2 separate regions of the Rattus norvegicus genome follow, and region 1 is linked to region 2. The links are chromatin contacts, called in public Hi-C maps. All regions are on one chromosome and are shown on one strand. Each heading gives the region's core, a stretch centred on a gene start, on an enhancer-like site or on the middle of the called end of the contact. The rest is flanking DNA. Distances are from core to core; before and after follow the strand shown.

The links. A called contact is a pair of places that touch in the nucleus more often than the background predicts.
Region 1: a contact with region 2 is called in a Hi-C map of kidney, with 2.1 times the contacts expected there. The contact joins the promoter of Usp24 here to the enhancer-like site in region 2. A contact is called at or near these places in 4 of 12 Hi-C or Micro-C datasets (hepatocytes, kidney, liver and 1 more) and 1 of 1 datasets of contacts at active chromatin or transcription factors (oligodendrocytes).

Annotation. Positions count from the first base shown.
Region 1 is chr5:126,308,246-126,310,945 of GRCr8, reverse strand. Usp24 (ubiquitin specific peptidase 24) reads right to left here and starts at 1,349. Exons shown (of 68, transcript NM_001271206.2): 1 at 776-1,349. The coding sequence starts at 1,090.
Region 2 is chr5:126,242,207-126,244,948 of GRCr8, reverse strand. No RefSeq gene overlaps it. Among named protein-coding and RNA genes, the nearest start is that of Usp24, 66 kb to the left of the region's middle. Within about 2 kb of position 1,463, at least 9 of the 93 cell types and tissues checked have an H3K27ac peak or open chromatin away from gene starts, as enhancers often do. A contact at or near this core is called in hepatocytes, kidney and liver, where this site is marked.

The DNA of each region.
Region 1 (2,700 bases), core at 100-2,599, 66 kb before region 2:
GGTCCTTCCTTTGCTCCTACTCCTGCCCAGACTTCTCACTCATTCTTTATCCCAGTCCCATTCCACTACTTGTCCTAATACCTGACCTTAGTCAAGCCCATCCTTCCAACCTAGACATTAAAACAGCCAAACCTGCTCCTCTACCCTGTATTCATTCCTACCATTCCTGGTCCTGTCTAGGCCCTTCCTCATTTTAGACCCTGTCCACTTTCTAACGGTTGGCTTAAAAACCTAAACCCTATTCCTAACCCCACTAGTCACTCCTGTGTGACCCGGCAGAGGCCTCTACTCTGGCAGGCCAACAGCAACGCACTATTTCTGATTCTCAACTGGTACCTATCCCAATCCTTCAGTAAAACCTAGAGTCACAAATACTGTGGTCCACTGGGACCTCAGTTTTGACACCTGATATTCATGTCCTTCCCATTTCCCAAGCCACACGAATTTGGAAATGTGGACGCTCCTCCCCATCCCCTCCAGGGATTCCTGCCCACTGCATAGACTCGGCAGGTAGCCTATGAGACCCCTCCGCAGCCCAGAACCGTATACCTAACTCCATGCGGGAATATACCTCTCCCAAGGCCCTTCTCCCCATTTGACCCCGGTCTAGTGACCCCGATCTCTGACCAGAGCCGGTGTTCTATTATCTCCGTGTCCCGAGTTTCATTACAGCCCCCGCCCAAGAGTCCCACTGCGAGCAGGGCAGGCTACGTTCGCTGTCCACGGGACTCCAGCGCGGCGGCCTCTCTGGCGAGGTCAGGGCAACCCCACTCACCTCCGCGTCCACCACCTCGTGGTAGGCGGGCGGGGGGTCAAAGCCGCCACCACCTCCGGTGCTCCCGCCACGGGAAGGCCCGCTGCCTTCCCCGCCGCCGTCGCCCCGTGGGCCGCCTCCAAGCCCCGGACTGGGGCCGCCGCTATCCATGGGCTCGTAGCCGCCGTAGTCGAGGCCCGGCCGCTCGTTGGTGAGCAGCGCCACGGCCTCGTTGATGTCGTTCTTGGCCAAGCGCAGGGCCTTGCGGATGGTGGCCGGGTCCGAGAAACCCATGCACAGCAGCGTGGTCATGTGCTGCTCCTCCTCCGATTCCATGGCTCGGGCCTCGGAGCCGTGCCGGCCGGCGTGCGGCGAAGCTGCGGCTCCCGGGCCTGGAGGGCCGTGCCGCGCTGCCTCGGCGCGGTCCCCGTACCCGGGAGGGCCCCTGCGCTCCTGCCCCGCGCGCTCGGCGGCCGCCGGGCCAGGGTTAGGTGCACGCGTGGGCGCCGCGAGCCGAGCTGGGGTGGTGGGGCGCTCAGGCGCGGCCGGCCGGCCCAGCCCTGCGCGCCGCCATGTTGGCCTGCTCCTCCTCTTCGCGGGGCCGCGCCTCCGCTCCCGGAAGCAGCACAAGCGGCGCTCGGGCGGCCGTACCCGGGCACGGGCTGCTCTGAGAGGTGTGTATGTGTATGTGTGTGTGTTTTTCTCCGAGTCCGGGGCCAGGGAGGGGCGTGCGCGAGCGTATCTGAGGTGAGAGGCCGTGGCGTGCAGAGCGAGCACGAGAGTCCCCCGCCCGCGCCTCCCGCCCACCCCTTCCCGGGCAACAGGTTCCCTCTGGGACGGGAGGGGCTGGCGGGGAGCCGCTTGCTGACGGCGTTGCTGAGGTCCCGGGACGCCCCGGCCTTGGTGGCTTGACGCCACTCGTGTCCCATCCCGGGCGACTCCACCCGTCGTCCCCAGAACCCTGCTCGGTTCTCCTGAAGTGTCCTGCGGTCCGAGGAAAGTGACCCCGCGCGCCGCCGAAGCCCTCCTCGCCGCGCGCAGGCTCGGGCGCCCTGTTTCGCAAGAGGAGCATTGCCTCACACCTTGGGCCTCGACCCTCCAGCCTTCTCTGGAGACCTCCAGACCTTGAACTCCCACTCCTGACTGAATCTTCCCAACCACACTGACCGTCTTTTCCACCAAACCTGATAAACGTTACCATACTTTTCAGCCGAAATCCATGGAAAATCTAAAACACACCCCCTGCCTCCCAACCCAATATAGAAACCCTGTATGAGAACGCCAGAAAATGCGAACTGTATAACCGTCCTTCAGACACAGACACATGGAAACATTCTGGGTGTCCAGTCCTGATTCTGACCACCATGTTTTTACTGAAATCTTTGACTTGGGGTCCGGCTGTCTTTGGGGGCTCATCTCTGTTTCTGTCTTCCAGCTTTTCTTTAGCTCGTTGCCTCCTATTTTCACCTCAGCATTGGCATTACCATGGCCGGTCCCTTTGCTCTTTTATCCGGGTCAGTGTCCTAGGACAATGATCTAGGTTTCTTCTGGGTTCTCTCCCAAGATCCTGGTTCCTCTTCTTGCATACTTGCTTATTAGTTCGTCTCCTGTGGGTCTTCATCCTGCTTTATTCTTGAACCCCAGATCCACCAACCTTTCTCACGCTGTTAAAACATTTCTGATGGCTCAGCAATCAGACTTTCACATACCCCAAATCTGAAATTATTGACAGCACTCAGAACTTTTCTCTGCATTCTCTGCCAGCATCTTTTTCCTCAGATCCTGGTGGCTTCTTGCCTAGTGACTTGACAGTGTATAAACAATTTACAGAGTGAATTTATCATACACACACACACACACACACACACACACACACACTTTCTATTGTTCTTAATAAAGGCTATGTAATGGGGTTGGTAACAAAATAGACACCTAGATAAGATTTT
Region 2 (2,742 bases), core at 214-2,713:
TACTCTCTCCATCCCCTCTCCTACCCTGTTCTCTCCCTTCATCTGCCACTTATGACTATTTTATTTCCCCTAAGTCAGAGTCAAGCATCCTCTTAATGAGTCTGTGGAGTGTAGCATGGGTATTCTGTATTTTATGACTAATATCCACTAATTGTTTGGGGGGATTGGAGTTGGATGAGGGAGAAGATTGGGAGGATCTGGGAGACATATGAGGGAGGAGAAGCCATGATCAGAACATATTGCAAGAAATATATTCATCTTCAGTTGAAAAAAGAAGGAAGCTTCTTCTGCCTTTGAATTTCACATACACCATTTAGGAAGCTTGCCTGGTGACACATGTCTCTTTCCCCAGACACTCTATCCTTTGGTTTTATCTCTCTGCTAATCCCAGTAAGAATGATTATTTCCTTTTTTTCTCCCTTAAATTTGTTTTATTGGGTTAGGGATTAGATATGAGTTGTGCTATACAGCTATATTTAGACCAAGTATTATACCCAACAATAAAAATAATTTTATCAGCACCAATCTCAATAGCAGTTACGAGTGCTTTTCCGTTAATGGTGCGCGCTACGATTTCAGTTTGCAGATGTCTTCCTGATAGTGTCTTTCCCAGCAGTTCCCATGCCGGTTCATGTTTTTGTAGGTAGACATGAGTTCTTCCCAAGTTGTCTTCTGGCCCTTCTCCTGTGAATATCTCTCCTCGCCTGCATAGCTGTGACCAGAGTTGCCACTTTGTAGACATTACTTTTCTCTTAATAGGGCAGACCTTGCCCACTGCTTTCCCTACACTCTGAAGATGTCTTAATTTTGGTAATATGGCTTAATAGCCAGTTTTATCTTTTGCACTTTTTTTTTTCTTTTTGAACTTGCAATAGTTTGCTTTCTGTCAATTTACCAACAGCAGTAGAGGGTTGGCTGTGACTTGATGATCAAGTATTGCCAGAACTTGGTCCCTGAACAGAGAAAGCAAGCATTTCCTGGGGCTGCTGTCCAAGCAGGTGAGGAGTACTTCTTTTGTGATAGTCATCTTGGTTACTTGGTATCATCGACTGTTGAAGATGTTTGGTGAATAAGTAGCTTTAAGGTGTGAATATGACTTTTCCTTTCCTCTGCAGAAAAGGTTCCATGTCTTTTTGAGTAAGAACTACAATCCTCAGCGCAGCTAGCAGACCCTCAGCCATGAGTCCTGTGACCTTCACGGGCTCACTGCTGCTGTGGTCTCAGGGTCTCTACAGTCAGGGCACCATCAGCTTCTGCCCACATTGTGGGATTTCTTGTTTGACTTCCCTCTCCCTGGAACTAACCTTAGCTTCTTCCAGGACTGTTTTGTTGACCAACCCCTGTTACCTCGCCTTCAGGTCCCATGACCCGCCTGAGAAGAGATGTGTTAAATTCGGGCCTCACTCGCCCAGCCCTATAAGATGGAGAAACCTAAGGATAGCCTTGCTCTCTTGGTAGGAGAGCCAGGCCAATTGACCCTTGCGGCAACAGAGCTCTCTTGTCTAGTCCAGCTGGCCCTATTATAGGCGAGGCAAACTCTGGCTCCAGGCCAGAGATTGATCCTGGCAGGAACATTTTTTTGAAGGGACATGTACCCTTCATCTCCCCTTGGCTTGTGCATGCTGACTGCCAGCAGGCCTGGCTCAGAGCCACCTTGGCAAAGAGGAATTTGTATAGCCTGATTATTTTAATTTTAATGTCTTCCCAGTTTTCTAATTCCAAGGAGAAACAAACCCCAAATAGCTTTTATGACATGTTGGCTTAAGAGGAGGGTGCTTGGGCAGGCAAGAGATCAAGGAAAGCACACACCCAACTCAGAAATGTTAGTTCTTCATCTAATAATGACATGTAAGCTTTATAGTAGCAGGTAACACTTATGAAACATTTACTAGATCCCAAGAACTGCACTAGGAATTTTTATGTATATAGTAACTCATTTATTTTTCTTAATTACCGCCTTATAGGTTAGGTCCTGTTATTAACCCCACTTTATAGATTAGAAAGTTAAAGCTGGGATTTTAAATAACTTGCCTTAGTTTAGTACGTAGTAGAGAGGCGCTCATAGGTGAAGGCAGGAGAGCCCTTCAGAGCTTATGCTTTAGAGATGAGAATATCCAGCTACATTATAGTTTTCCGTGCAGGAGCACAGCGAGGCTAGTTCACCAGGACAGCACATTCTAGATTGACCTATGCACACACAACCTGTAATACTTCCTGGGTGTTCACACTGTGGCTGACTGTTTTCTCATCTTTAAAGTGACAGTGACTCATCATTCAAATTATGAAGAGTAAATCAGAGGCACACTGAATCTTCTGGCCCTGCCTGCCATACAGGTGGTGGTTAATAATTGGCAACAGTGAATAAGGCACTGGTATAAAGAGACACTGAAGTACTAGAGTTAGTTTCCCTTCCGATTCTTCTATTAGCTGATAACTCTACCATTAACATTTGCAGTAAGGTATTCTGTCTCTGGAAGACCTAATTAAAAAGGAGACACCATAGAGGGAAATCACTATGATCGTTATGCTATAATCAGTCTACATTATTATCGTAATTAATAACCAAGCTATGCATTGTGTAAAGCCTTCTGGAGAGAAAGATACTCCCTTTTAAAACTGCCTTTAAATTGGAATACTACTAACAGCTACCTCTGTTTGATCTACTGTGGTTCAAGGTCTTTTATTTTGTTAATCATTATAGCCACCCCATGGGGGATGTTATTATTGCCTTTTGACTTCAGA